Regions from separate parts of the Mus musculus genome. Here regions 1, 2, 3 and 5 are each linked to region 4. A link is a contact called in public Hi-C and promoter capture Hi-C data. All regions are on one chromosome and are shown on one strand. The core of a region is the stretch at or near the end of the contact, and the rest is flanking DNA. Distances in the headings are between cores, read along the strand shown. Region 1 holds the start of Ces3b (carboxylesterase 3B). Region 2 holds the start of Ces4a (carboxylesterase 4A). Region 3 holds the start of Ces3a (carboxylesterase 3A). Region 4 holds the start of 4931428F04Rik (RIKEN cDNA 4931428F04 gene). Region 5 has its middle 20 kb from the start of Ces3b.

Evidence for each region. Promoter capture Hi-C pulls out the DNA fragments that hold promoters and counts their contacts. Hi-C and Micro-C count contacts between places; a contact is called where the count stands out from the background.
Region 1: a promoter capture Hi-C map of liver shows a contact between it and region 4. The contact joins the promoter of Ces3b here to the promoter of 4931428F04Rik in region 4. A contact is called at or near these places in 10 of 39 promoter capture datasets (3T3-L1-derived adipocytes, the C10 cell line, the SN4741 cell line and 5 more), 8 of 484 Hi-C or Micro-C datasets (the BV-2 cell line, the C10 cell line, the C2C12 cell line and 4 more), 1 of 115 datasets of contacts at active chromatin or transcription factors (embryonic stem cells) and 1 of 9 other capture datasets (pancreatic islet).
Region 2: a contact with region 4 is called in a Hi-C map of embryonic stem cells, with 2.6 times the contacts expected there. The contact joins the promoter of Ces4a here to the promoter of 4931428F04Rik in region 4. A contact is called at or near these places in 23 of 39 promoter capture datasets (the 3T3-L1 cell line, 3T3-L1-derived adipocytes, the C10 cell line and 13 more), 8 of 15 datasets of contacts at CTCF or cohesin (CD8 T cells, the G1E-ER4 cell line, embryonic stem cells and 3 more), 66 of 484 Hi-C or Micro-C datasets (the AML12 cell line, the AtT-20 cell line, B cells and 33 more), 19 of 115 datasets of contacts at active chromatin or transcription factors (the 230-238 cell line, the NIH/3T3 cell line, the SCID.adh cell line and 9 more) and 3 of 9 other capture datasets (adipose tissue, liver and pancreatic islet).
Region 3: a contact with region 4 is called in a promoter capture Hi-C map of liver. The contact joins the promoter of Ces3a here to the promoter of 4931428F04Rik in region 4. A contact is called at or near these places in 2 of 39 promoter capture datasets (the C10 cell line and liver), 1 of 484 Hi-C or Micro-C datasets (B cells) and 1 of 9 other capture datasets (pancreatic islet).
Region 5: a contact with region 4 is called in a promoter capture Hi-C map of embryonic stem cells, with 2.9 times the contacts expected there. The contact joins the enhancer-like site here to the promoter of 4931428F04Rik in region 4. A contact is called at or near these places in 21 of 39 promoter capture datasets (the 3T3-L1 cell line, 3T3-L1-derived adipocytes, the C10 cell line and 12 more), 11 of 484 Hi-C or Micro-C datasets (B cells, the G1E-ER4 cell line, the HPC-7 cell line and 6 more) and 5 of 115 datasets of contacts at active chromatin or transcription factors (craniofacial prominence, embryonic stem cells, fetal liver and 2 more).

Annotation. Positions count from the first base shown.
Region 1 is chr8:105,082,305-105,085,004 of GRCm38.p6, reverse strand. It overlaps Ces3b (carboxylesterase 3B), which reads right to left and starts at 1,250. Exons shown (of 13, transcript NM_144511.2): 1 at 1,140-1,250; 2 at 1-60. The coding sequence starts at 1,230.
Region 2 is chr8:105,130,374-105,133,073 of GRCm38.p6, reverse strand. Ces4a (carboxylesterase 4A) reads right to left here and starts at 1,274. Exons shown (of 14, transcript NM_146213.2): 1 at 1,044-1,274. The coding sequence starts at 1,122.
Region 3 is chr8:105,047,166-105,049,865 of GRCm38.p6, reverse strand. Ces3a (carboxylesterase 3A) reads right to left here and starts at 1,267. Exons shown (of 13, transcript NM_198672.1): 1 at 1,155-1,267. The coding sequence starts at 1,245.
Region 4 is chr8:105,288,274-105,290,973 of GRCm38.p6, reverse strand. 4931428F04Rik (RIKEN cDNA 4931428F04 gene) reads left to right here and starts at 1,446. Exons shown (of 8, transcript NM_028888.2): 1 at 1,446-1,570; 2 at 1,809-2,205. Exoc3l (exocyst complex component 3-like) reads left to right here. Exons shown (of 14, transcript NM_177788.5): 10 at 1-51; 11 at 170-292; 12 at 370-525; 13 at 618-742; 14 at 824-1,051. The coding sequence ends at 1,013.
Region 5 is chr8:105,102,562-105,105,261 of GRCm38.p6, reverse strand. No RefSeq gene overlaps it. Among named protein-coding and RNA genes, the nearest start is that of Ces3b, 20 kb to the right of the region's middle. Within about 2 kb of position 1,366, at least 8 of the 459 cell types and tissues checked have an H3K27ac peak or open chromatin away from gene starts, as enhancers often do. A contact at or near this core is called in embryonic stem cells and liver, where this site is marked.

The sequences.
Region 1 (2,700 bases), core at 1-2,500, 210 kb after region 4:
CCTGCCGGCCTCGAACACGACCCAGGGGGGTATCCACTTCAGGCTGAATGACTTTGGGTCCTGAGACAGGGAGAGAAGGGTCATTGGGTGGTGAGTCTACAGCCTCCATGAAGGGATGGGGGAAATAATGGACTTTTAAAATGAAGGAAGACTTGCTCCTCCAGCGTCTATTTGTTGGGTTCTACTCTGAATACTCTCCACCCAGCATCAGGGCTAGGCTCTCCAGCAGGTGGATACCTTCATGATTATTATTTTGTTTTTGTTTTTGAGACAGGTTCAGCCTGGCCTTGAAAGTGCTGAATAGAGGAGACTGGCCTTTAACCCCTGATTCTCCTGCCTCTACCTGCTCAGTGTGAGGATTACAAGTGTGTGGCTAGCACGCATGACTCCTCTCTCCATGATTGTCCCTGACTTCCTCTTCCTTATTTTGTGTTCCAATCTCTAGTCTGAATCAGACTTATTCCCAGCTTGAACCTCAGTTACATGTTAAATAAGGTGTGATAGTCAGCCAGTCTGCTTAGCCTGCATTGCTTATTTTTGTCCACTTGTGAAAGCAAGAAGAAGAAGATGAAGTAGAGGAGGAGGAGAAAAGAAGGAGAAGGAGAAGGGGGAGGGGGAGGGGGAGGGGGAAGAAGAAGAAGAAGAAGAAGAAGAAGAAGAAGAAGAAGAAGAAGAAGAAGAAGAAGAAGAAGAAGAAGAAGAAGAAGAAGAAGGAGTCTCACCCAGTTTTCCACTACTTGTTCTGTCATCTGGTGGCTCCCCTGTATGGCCTCATGGGGCTATTTGTATCCCAAATTTTTCAGGGATCTGTAAGTAAGCTTCCTTTGTGACGCTCTTGTTTGATTTACTATGACTGATTAAAACAGTAAAACATAAAAGTAAGAGTGAGGATACAGCTTAGTGTTGGAGCTTGTTTCGTATGTTAAGGCCTTGAGTTCAGTCTCTAATAAATAAATAAAAAGATCATATAGATAATAATGACCCTGCCCAGTCGGGACATACCACGCCTGCACTCTTCTATTTTGGGCAGCTTCTCAGAGAAGGCTGATCACTCTTACTGCCTCACTCCAGTCCCCCCTTCCTCAGGTTTCCCACGGAGCTGGAAGCCCCACTTCACTGGTTCAGGGAGTATGTCTTACCAGTGACTGTGGTAACAAATGCCAGGAGCAGACAGGTCACCCAGACTAGGACACTGGACCCAGCTGGTATCATTGTCCTCATATTTGTCATAACGGACTGTGGACGAAGCTGTGGAAAGCTGGGAGGACTTGCCTTTTATAGTACCTCTTATCTTGTGAAAATTAACTTGGTCTGCCCGATTGGTTGGAGGCCAGCTCTGGAATTGTGTATTCTACGCTCTGCCTGTTCTCAGAGCAGGACCAGCAGAGTCTTCTGGAGAGGTCTGACTATTTAACACCCTCACCCCACCCACTACCCCCACTCCCACCACCACCACCCCTCCTCTGTGGATGATTCTACTCTTGCCTGGCATGGTGTGTCACTCTTACAACTGCAGTGGCTGAATTGCATGTCAGTCAGACTCTGAGCTTAGTGAATGGAGCGAGGGAACTGGGTTGGACAGAGTTGAGGAGGGGAATAGGGATAGGGATCAGGTTTGGGAATTGGGAAAGGGCTGGGAGTGAGAATGGAAATGGGGGCGGGCAAATCTGGGACTTGCTGGAGAACTGGGAATGGGTGAGGAGGCTCCTGGGAGTCTATGGAGATGACCCTAGCTGAGACTCTGAGCACCTGGGGATATGGAGACTGAAGTGGCCACCTCCTGTAGCCAGGCAGGACTTCCAGTGAAGGGAAGGGGATATCAACTCACCCATGAAATCTTTGAGCCACAATTTGTCTTGGCTATGAGATGTGCTGGGATAAAAATGGAGCAGAAATGGCCCAATGACTGGCCCAAGTCAAGATAAGGTCCTATTCTATGAAGGAGGACTGGGCAAGCAGAAAAGAGCAATCATTCCAAGAAAGACTGAAACCCAGAGGCAAGGAGACATCTCTAAGTCTCTAAGCCCAGCATCCACATACTCTGTAATAAGGGATGTCCCAAGACCTACTGCATTGCGGCTACATGTTAACATTTTTCATAGACTTATATATAGAGGTCTGCAACTTTACAAGCCTAGGAAGCATCTTGATGTTTCCCCGACCTTTATAAGGTCCTCAAGTAACCATTCTGGTTCCATTTAGGCATTATCCCATTGGGAGACCCCCGGAAGCAACTCTGAACCTGCAGCAAACTTCTGTCAAAATCTAACAAGCTTCCAAGACCCCTTATTTGCCTTCTGAATGCACATAGTCCTGGTACCTTATGCCCACAATGAAGGTATGCTGAGGGTGGAAGTGTGGCCTAAGCCTGCTGGATCACAACCACAGAAGCTGCTCAGTGTGTCACTAGGATGTTGGCATCTTGAGGTGATCTTGTAGAAGGAATCCCAGCCTGGTCTTTAAAACAGAGAATAGTCTTTTGACCATTATTATAGGAGGGGCATCCTTCAGGTGTTCTGAGATGTCTACAAAACATCCTTCCAATTGTCCTAAACAGAATATGTATGCATGGGTTTTCACTTTTTTAAAAAAAATAGACATAAATGGGAGAAGTCCTTGGTCCTAGGAAGGCTCAATAGATGTCCCAGTCTAGGGGAATCGAGGGCGGGGAGGTAGTTGTGGGGAAGTGGATGGAGGAAA
Region 2 (2,700 bases), core at 25-2,524, 160 kb after region 4:
TAGCCCTGGCTGTTCTGGAACTCACTCTGTAGACCAGGCTGGCCTCAAACCCAGAAATCTGCCTGCCTCTGCCTCCCAAGTGCTAGGATTACAGGCATGTGCCACCACTGCCCGGCAAGAAGTATAATTTTAAAAACATCTTAAAACTAAAATTGTGCACATGCTAATACCACAGTTATGTGTAAATATACAAGAAGGTAATATCACAAAATGCTAGAAAGCAGTTTTTATCAAAGCTTCTCTAAAACAACATCATCATCATCAAGAAGAAGAAGAAGAAGAAGGAGAAGGAGAAGGAGAAGGAGAAGGAGAAGGAGAAGGAGAAGGAGAAGGAGAAGGAGAAGGAGAAGGAGAAGGAGAAGAAGAAGAAGAAGAAGAAGAAGAAGAAGAAGAAGAAGAAGAAGAAGAAGAAGAACTAAAACAGAAGAAAAAAAACTGATGTAATTTTTTAGGCAAAATAAATTTGCAATAGAGGTCAGAACAGTGAGTGGTCACTTTGGAGGTGTTGACTGGAAAATGGCACATAGAATCCTGGCAATATTCTAAATATTCTAGATTTTTGTCAGAATGGTGGTCACATCATCTATATTTTCAGATATGTGCATCTTGTTGTATGTGTAGTGAATACCTCAATAAACAGTTGTTAATGTGTTATGCTCTTTTCACAGTTCAGAGAATAACACTCATTTTAGAAAGAAGGATGCTGGGGAGAAAGGCACAGATAGAGGCCATATATGGCACAGGAAGGCGGAAGTGGACGTCTGCTTAGGAGAAAAAAGGCAGGAAGGAGTGGGGAAAGGCCAGAAGGAGGGACAGGGGCAAGTCATGTTCTCAGGTCCCTCGCTGATCCCAGGAGGTAGGAGACACAGTCCTCACTTTGCAGAGCAGTCTTGGGGCTCACAGAGGACAAATGACTTGCTCAGACTTCTAACACACAAGACCTTTGAAATATTGCCCTCCATCTGCCTAGATCTTGTCTAAGTCCCACTGTGTAGAAGTGGCTGAGCCAGGACTGGGATCCCCAGTAGAGGTGACTATCTTACCTAAGGCTGTCTGGACTACCAGGCACAGGGTGAGGCTCAAGCCCAGAATCCACTTCATGTTCCAGCCAGCTTCTGCCATGGGCTGCAGTGATGCCTACACTTCTGGGGTCAGAAGGGAGCTCTGAGCGCAGCGTGGAAGCACCAGAAAGTTCTGCCTTTATCTTCTTGATTCCCATCATCAGAGGCTGGGGCTGGAGGAGTTATGACCAGCTTCTCGCCAGCTGTGGAGCCTTGTCCCTCCTCCTTGGGGTGATAGGTCACACTGTATGGTTTTGGCTCTTCAACCAAACTGGCTTGCCTGCAATCCCTGCCCAGTTTGCTCATTTGGCAACAGCTTGAAGGTACGAGTCAAGCTTCACCCATTGAGTAGGAGCCAAGACTGGAGCCCTCAGACATGCTCCCCATGGACTGAAGAGCGCTGGGTTCTCTGATTGCCTTTGCTTTGTGCAGATTCTTGTAGGTGCTCCTCTGCACAGGTTTCTCAGACAGGATCATCATAGAGGGTAAGACTGTGTCAGGAACAGGAAGTCAGTGTGGTGAATACTTACATTCCCACTGGAGTCTAGATCTAAAGGCAACCATGAGAAGGTTCACTTAGTGAGACCAGGGTAGTGAGTGAGGAAAGGTTCCCCAGGGAATAAAGGTTGACCTTTGTGGAATTGGACAGAAAAGGGAGATGGAGCCTGGTGTTTATAGTAGCAAGTGTGGGGCTGGATGGGAAGAGATGGGTCCATGTTTATTAACACATCAGGCGGGAGTCCTAGAGTCTTGGCATATCTTTAGGAAATGGGTATCTAGGGGTTTCTGTGCTGGGAGGGTGAAAGGTAAGGGCATGTCTTTCTTACTGACTTATAGTCTCCAGCTCTGTAGATCTGACACGTGATGGATATACACCATTTTCTCCAAGGCCCATTCACTGAGTTCTCAGAAATGTCCTTTATTGAAATCCTTACCCATTCGTGTGGCTTTTCCTCTCTCCTCAGGAATACGATGTTCACTGCCCAATCGCCATTGATTGGGCTCCATAGTCCTCTAAGGAAGGCCTCAGACAGGCTCAAGGTGGGTTATTGCCTGCAAGGTCAACATGGGAACCATTTGGTATGTTGCATCTAACCAATCTCCTTACAGTCTGCTCATCATTCACAGTGTTAGGCTACAGCACCCCGTTTGCTGGCATCAGGCTCTGGGCTGGACAAGCCCCTCCATAATGGGCAATATTGTTCTGTCCTATACTCCTTTAAGAATGATTCCTATGGGAAGCCCGGAGAGATGATTCAGTAGGTAAAGTACTTGCCACACAAGCTTAGGGAATCTGAGTTTAAGTTCTTAGAATCCGTGTAAATCTGGGCGCGGTAGCACGCGTCTACACTCCCAGTGCTTCTTACAGTGAGATGGGAGGCAGAAACAGGAGAATCTGGGTAGTTTGGGAACTAGCTCAGAAAGTGTACGCAGCAGCAGATGCCAGCATGAAGAGCCCCTCTTAAACCAGGTTTAAAGTGAAGACTGACTGACACCTGAGCTTGCCCTCTGACCTCTAAATACGCACCATGGCACATGCTCACACACACTTATGTAAACATGCACATACATGTACACACAACACATACACACAGAGTGCTGGGGGAGGGGAAAGAAGAGGGATGCACAGCGAGGCACC
Region 3 (2,700 bases), core at 18-2,517, 240 kb after region 4:
AGGGAGAGAAGGGTCATTGGGTGCTGAGTTTACAGTCTCCATGAAGGGGTGGGGGAAATAATGGACTTTTAAAATGAAGGAAGACTTGCTCCTCCAGCATCTATTTGTTGGGTTCTATTCTGAATACTCTCCACCCAGCATTATGGCTAGGCTCTTCAACAAGTGGCTACCTTCATGATTCTTATTTTTTTGTTTTTTGAGACAGGTTCAGCCTGGCCTTGAAAGTGCCTGATGGAGGAGACTGTCCTTTATCCCCTGATCCTCCTGCCTCTACCTTCTCAGTGCAAGAAATACAAGTGTGTGGCTAGCAGGCTTGGCTCCTCTCTCCATGATTATCCCTGACTTCCTCTACCTTACCTTGTGTCCCAATCTCTAGTCTGAATCAGACTTGCTCCCAGCTTGAACCTCAGTTACTCACATGTTAACTAAGGTGTGGTAGTCAACCAATCTGCTTAGCCTGCATTGCTTATTCTTGCCCACTTGTGAAAGCAAGAAGAGGAGGAGGAGCAGGAGTATGGAGCAGGAGGAGGAGGATGTGGAGGAGGATGAGTAGGTCGAGGTGGATGATGACGATGAAGCCAAAGTCGAAGCCGAAGAAGAAGAAGAAGAGGAAGAGGAAGAGGAAGAGGAAGAAGCAGAAGCAGAAGCAGAAGCAGAAGCAGAAGCAGAAGCAGAAGAAGAAGAAGAAGAAGAAGAAGAAGAAGAAGAAGAAGAAGAAGAAGAAGAAGAAGAAGAAGAGAGTATTCTCTCCCCATTTCCCACTACTTGTTCAGTCATCTTGTGCCTCCCCTCTATGTCCTCATGGGGTTATTTGTATCCCCAATTTTTCAGTGATCTGTAAGTAGGCTTCATTTATGACATTCTTTTTCATTTTACCATGACTGATTAAAACATAAAGGTAAGAGTGAGGATATAGCTTAGTGTTGGAGCTTTCTTCATATGTTAAACTCCTGAGTTCAGTCTTTAAAAAAAATAGATCATTCAGATAATAATGACTCTGCCCAGTCGGGATATACCACACCTGTACTCTTCTATTTTGGGCACCTTCTCAGAGAAGGGTGTTCACTCTTACTGCCTCACTCCAGTCTCCTCCTTCCTCAGGTTTGCCACAGAGCCAGAAACCCCACTTCACTCGTTCAGGGAGTATGTCTTACCAATGACAGTGGTAGGAAATATCAGGAGCAGACAGGCCATCCAGACTCGGACACTGGACCCAGCTTGTGCCGTTGTCTCCATATTTGTCATAATGGACTGTGGACAAAGCTGTGGAAAGCTGGAGAGGACTTGCCTTTTATTGAACCTCTTATCTTGTGAAAATTAACTTGGTCTGCCCTGATTGGTTGGAGGCCAGCTCTGAAATTGTGTATTCTTATTTTTTTTGTTTTTGAGACAGGTTCAGCCTGGCCTTGAAAGTGCCTGATGGAGGAGACTGTCCTTTATCCCCTGATCCTCCTGCCTCTACTTTCTCAGTGCAAGAAATACAAGTGTGTTCTGCCTGCTCTCAGATCAGCAGTGTCTTCTGGAGAGGTCTGATGATTTAACACCCTCTCCTCACACCATCTTCCCTCCTCCATAGATAATTTTCAACTCTTGCTTGCCATGGTGCTTCACTCTTAGGACTGTAGCTGCACTGCATGTTAGATAGACTCTGAGCTTGGTTAATGAAGGGAGGAAACTGTGAGAGAGGCCGAGGAGGGGGGTGGGGAAAGGGAGCAGGTGTGTGAAGGGGTGAGGGAGAGGGCTGGGCATGAGAATGGAAATATGTTGGGGCATTCTGGGACTAGTTTGAGAACTGGGAATGGGTGAGGAGGATCCTGGGAGTCTATGGGGGTGACCCTAGCTGAGACTCTGAGCATCTGCGGATATGGAGACTGAAGTGGCCACTTCCTGTAGCCAGGCAGGATTTCTAGTGAAGGGACACAATTTGTCCCACTTATGAGATGCTCAGGAATAAAGATGGAACAGAGATGGCCCAATGACTGGCCCAAGTCAAGATAAGGTCCTATTCTCTGAAGGAGGACAGAGCAAGCAGAAAAGAGCAATCATTCCAAGAAAGACTGAAGCCCAGAAGCACGGAGACATCTCTAAGTCTCTAAGCCCAGCATCCACATATCTGTGATGAGGGATGTCCCAAGGCCTACTGCATTGCTGTTACATGTTAGCATTTTTCATAGACTTATATATTGGGGTCTGCAACTTTTCAAGCCTAGGAAGCATCTTGCTGTTTCCCCGACCTTTATAAGGTCCTCAAGTAACCATTCTGGTTCCATTTAGGCATTACCCCATTGGGAGACCCCCGGAAGCAACTCTGAACCTGCAGCAAACTTCTGTCAAAATCTAACAAGCTTCAAGACCCCTTATTTGTATTCTGAATGCACATAGTCCTGGTACCTTATGCCCACAATGAAGGTATGCTGAGGGTGGAAGTGTGGCCTAAGCCTGCTGGATCACAACCACAGAAACTGCTCAGTGTGTCACGAGGAGGTTGGGAGCTGGAGGTGAACTTGTAGAAGGAATCCCAGCCTGGTCTTTAAAATAGAGAATAGTCTTTTGACTATTATTGTAGGAGGGGCATCCTTCAGGGTTCTGAGATGTCTACCACATATTCTTCAAATTGTCCTAAACAGAATATGTATGCATGTGTATGTATTTTTTAAAAAAACTACTTATTTTTGTTTTATATGTATGTTTTGCAGTATG
Region 4 (2,700 bases), core at 197-2,696:
CAAAGGAGGATCTGCCGCCTGGTTTTGGAAGTACTGCAGGTTGAGCTCCAGGTGAGGTCGCCATCCCAGTCTAGATTGGTAGTGTGAGGGAGAAACACGGTCTATTTATGGTGGCCTCTACGGGATCCGGATCATTTCCCTAGCCCTGTCTGTGCTATGCTTTCCCTAGCCCCTGTTCTCCGCTCTGCCCTCGCGCCGGTGGCTATTGAGTTCTGAGTTGCTAGATGGTGTGTGTGAGCAGACGTCGCACTTCTGCCAGGACTTCTGGCGCGTACGGAAGCCTGGTGTTCAGGTAGGGCGAGGAGAGGAAAGCTGGGGAAGGGGTTGTGCTGGTGGGACCCTATATTCAAACTGATTACTGTCCTGCAGCTGCTGCTGGCAGAGGCGGAACGAACCGTGGTGTTACAATACCTAAGGGCTCTGATGCAGGGCCGCCTAGTGTGCCGCGGTACGGACGAGCGGAGCCAGGCGGCTGAGCGACTTCGGCAGGATGCTGCCCAGCTCAAAGAGCTTTTCCTTGGTTTGGTGAGAGCTCATTGGGAGGGCAGACAGTCGAGGATCTCTGTAGTTGGGTGGGAGCCGAGGGCCCGCTGGAAACCCTGTTCCCATGTGTTCAGGGCCTGGAAGAGAGCGCTCACTGCGCGCCCGTCCTGCTCGCGCTGAGGGAACTGCTCAACCTCCACGACCCCACACTGCTTGGCCTCGAGGTGGCAGGCTTGAGGCAGCAATTTCCCGACGTGAGGTGCGAGGAAGGGGACAGGGGAGGAACGGCCCAGGAGGACGAGGGAGGGCTGGGCTGACGCACGTGGTGGTATTCCTGCAGCGAGGATCACGTCTCTGCCCTCTTGGACCTGCGCGGAGACGTGTCCCGAGAGCATCGTCAGGCAGCACTCAGTTCGCTGCAGGCGGGTCCACCGCCCTCACCGTCCACTGGCCGCCGGGCGCTCTTCAGCCTGGTACCGACGCCTACGCCCTCCCTGTCCTCCTGCCTCCCTTCAGGTCCCTGCTCCTGACACCCATCTGTTTGCGTAATAAAGCCACGTCTACGACACGTCTGAATCTATGTGTTGGGGGCGCGCCGGTGAAAGCAACAGTGCAATTAGGGGTCCGTGCACAGTGGTACATCTATAATCCTGGCTGAATCCTAGTATTCTGGCAGCATCTCACCTATGCAGACATCTGCTCTCTTTGTGGACTGCGTGCCCCGAACCCTGGGCTCCCGTGGAGTACTCACTTCCTATGTATCTACTACCGGCAAGCAGTAAATGGTTTCATCGCCCTCGCCAGTCGCTTTAGAAGCGCGGAAGTTTGAAGAGGGGGAAGTCTAGGACCAGACGCGGTCCAGGGGCGCAGGGTGGCAGCGAATCCCGCCCCTCTTCGCACGTTTGGCTCCGCCCACAGCGAGCTTAAGCACGCCCCCTACGGCGGAGACGGACGTGGCCCTTGCGTCTTCGTGTGAGCGTGCGCGCGCCCGAGTGCGCGTGTCTTTGGCGCGGGCTTCCATGGTCTCGGCGGCCAGCGATCGGCTTTGAGGAGCAGGAACTGCGGGCAGCAAAAGAGGCGTGATCAGGTGGGGGCGCGGCACGCGGACCGAACCCCTACCCCACTCCAAAAACCGAGACTAAATATGACTAAGACTTCACCCTTCTTGATTTACCAGGGAATTCCCCCAAGTCCATTGTCTCCTAGCTCCGCCCTCCATTGGGCACGCCCTTCACCCTGTCTCACGCCCTTTATTTGTCTTCAGGGCACGCCCTCCCAGAGCTCTTGGTTCCTATTGGTTGTTTTCCCACGTTATCTCTTTCCAGGGGTTCTTATTGGTGTGGGCCACACCCTCTCATTTGTCACCAGACCCCGCCTTCAGCAGTCAGGGACTCCAGCCTCACCCTGAATTCATTCATTCTGCAACTAGTGAGTGCGTGGGACGAGAGGGTGAATCAGACCCTTCCTGACCTCGGGGAGTTCAGGGCACGGTGGGGAAATATGGATCTAGCCTCCAGCCATGACAGCCTAGGGCTGTCAAGAAGCCATCAAGACCCTGGGACCCTTTACACATCGGGAAGGCTTCCCAGAGAAAGTGAGGCCTAAACCGGGCCCTGAAAAAAATGGTTAAGAGGTTGCTCCAGGGACACATTGGCAAAAGAATTCTTGGCAGAAGAACCTGAGACGTGAAAGAAACAGGTGAATTCTGGTAATTACGTGGAGGTAGGTGGAATGAACGAAGGGAAAATGGAAGAACTGGCCCATATAGTGGTCAGTAGACATCCAGAAAAGTATACAGTTTGAGGGTGAATGAGATCTGAGACTAGAAGTCATTTTTTAAGCAGCCGATCACTAGGTAAGGTGGAGGAAGACTCCGAGAAGGAGGAGGATGCCGGGGTGGGGGTGGGGGGAGTCTAAACAGGGTATCTAAGTTTGCGAAAGGAATGATTATAGTATTTTTGCTTTAGAGGTCTATTTTTATTATTTCTGGGTATGGGTATATGCATGTGCCCGTGGAGGCCAGAAGAGGGCCTTGGGTCTCCTGCAGCTGGAGTTAGCCTGCGTGGACACTAGGAACTGGATTTGGGTTCTCAGGGAGAGCAGCAAGTCTCTCCAGCTCCATGATTTAGTTCTTACAAGGACTCAGGTTCATCCATGGATCACAGTGGATTACAGTGCTGGATCAGGGACTGTTCTGGGTTCTGGAAGCACAGTTGC
Region 5 (2,700 bases), core at 117-2,616, 190 kb after region 4:
GAGACACAACAACAGGTCCAGGATATATATAGGAGAAAAACAAGATGTTATCAGTGTGTTCAGCTGTGGTGAGCTTCTTGAAAAAACATCATTCTAGGAAAACAAGTCTCTTGTCAGGGTGGAAAAGTACCACCTGTAAGTAAATAGCCCGAGATGGCTACAGAGATGATAGCCACTTTCTGCTAGGAGTCGACTCCCATCAGAGGCCTGGGAGAAGAGACAGATGTCAGCAAGCTTGGGCTCTTACTAACTAGTCTGTGTTCTTATTAACTATGTTTCTTGGGATCCTGGGCATTGTCCTCAGGATTAAAGAAGGGTGTTGATTTTTGGCCAATTTATGCAATTTATCTGCTGGACCTGGCATCTGAGAACCTTGAAAAAATGAAGCAGACTACATACTGTCTGATGCTGTAGACAACCTTACTTTAGTTTCAGTGTGCTTTTATATGCAAATGTAACAAAAGAAAGCAATGATCCAAATAAGATTGCTTGAGTTCAGACAAACATGACCAGAAAAACACGTAAATTATTGCCAGTAAGCACACATGAAATTTCAACAGAGGAGCACTTTCTTAGAACTTTTTTAGAACAGACCAATTGAAATACAATTGCCTGGCTCATATTATAGATTACATGTGGGAAAGCATGAAATCAAGGCAGAAGGCCATATCCAGATTCAGAGTACATTGAGGTGATTGGGTTTTATAGCTATGTTCTGACATCCAGCAAAAATAAGTGTGTTTTATGAGTTGAAAGTAAAGGTTTATCCAAGAACAATCCAGGGAACAAAATGTACCAGGTCGAAGGTCCTCTGCCTTATCTCCTGGAGTGTCTCTCAGTTTCCCAACTCGTTGTTTACCATGTCTCATTCTTTTGACCAAGTTCCGACAGGGGGCAGCTTAGAACCTTGTGAGGGGGCAATACTACCTGAGAAGAGGATCCAAAGGGCAAGAGAAACCAAAGGCCTAAGAGATAGAGGATCAATGGGAAGGGACACCTGTGAGCCAGGGCAAGGAAGAGGAAGGAGATTGATGCTATCTCCAAGTAGCAGGATTAATGTCCCTTTCAGAGCCTCATCTTGTCCTTGTTGTGGTCTTAGGAACTAGATAAAGTGGTACAGAAATGAGTGTAGAGATGGTTTGTAGTAGGTTAAAATGCCAAGGTGGGTGAACAAGGGGGCTACAATCACATTAGGGAAGGAGATTGTACAACAGTGACAGCTTCAGTTCCCCAAGAAGAGCAGGGACTCCCATAGAACAATCAATCAGCCATTCAGAGCATCATCGTGGGCATCTTTGGCCTGCTATAAACTCCAAATTATTTCTTGGTAGAAGACGCCCATTCTACTAAGCATACTAAAATTGTGACGACTCTAATTGACTCAGTTCAGTAATCATTAACTGGAAATGAGAGATCCCTGGAATTCGTGCCTGTAGAGAGGACAGTGAACATTTGCCGAGCTTTTGCTGGGTGCTGATCTAGGTGCTTTATGGATGATCATCTTTCAAATGCTCATGGAAGACAGTATAGGACTACATCACATTACAAGTGGAACAAATGAGCAACTATAAAGACCACAAAGAATTTGCCTAAGTATTAAGCAGAGGACTTGTTTACCTACACTGCAAAAAACTTGAACAACAACAACAACAAAAACAAACTAGTCACTTGTTGGGGTGAGGGTGCTGGGGGGAAGAAGCAGGTGGAGTTTGAGGCCAGCCTGGTCTACAGAGTGAGTTCTAGGGCAACCATGGCCACACAGAGAAACCCTGTCCCAATTACATACAAACAATCAAAACAAAAAACCCAAACAAACAACTGTTGTGTTTATAAAAAGATAGAGAGACAAGGCATATGTTTTGGTTTCAAGCTTCCCTAGCCTTGAGCAAGCTAAACAGACCTTGAGTGGGATGAATTAGCAAAAGAGAAGGAAAATGCATATAAGTTATTTCAGAGCTCTCCTAGGGACAGGAGGAAATTGAGAGACATCCTACTTCCTCTCTGGCTCCTACTGGAGATATCCTTCATTCAGGTTATGCCGCAGACCCTCTGGGTCCCTCTGTCTGCATTGAACAGGTTTCTGGGTGCAGATGGGCAAGGAGTCGGCGGGTGACAGACAGACCAACACGCGAGATTGTGTAGAATCTGAATGTATTGTCACAAAGTGAACACCAGTCTTATATAGTACAGAAAATAAAAGGGGTAGGAAGTCACAGCAGGCAAAGTACATTGAAGTCGCCTGACACAAAACAAAGGAATGACTTCAAAGGATTTACAGGAACCAGGTAAATGTTTACAGTAAAGAAAAAGCAGTCCTACCTAGAGTCAGCTTAATGACAGGTAAGGATTTCACACTCTAGTGTTATTCCTTTGAGCCTTGTGAAAGCTAGCACCAGGGGGTTTTGCTAATGCAATACCACACCCCCCTATTTCCTAGGCCTTAGTAAATTCTTATATGAGTGTAACTTTTAAGTATCTGAAGAATCTCCATTTGTCAGAAGAATTCACCAACTTGCTTCTAATATGCAATATAGCCTGTACTGAAGATTTCTATCTCAGTGGGATTCCCAGGCTCTATTATGGTATTCCCTTGTTTGGGTGAGATTTGCTACTGTCCTTAGTAAATACTTTGCAGACCATCTCTGAGCTGCTGGCTCCGTCTTTTGTAATGCTTAATTAGTTACTGAATAGGTAACTTCC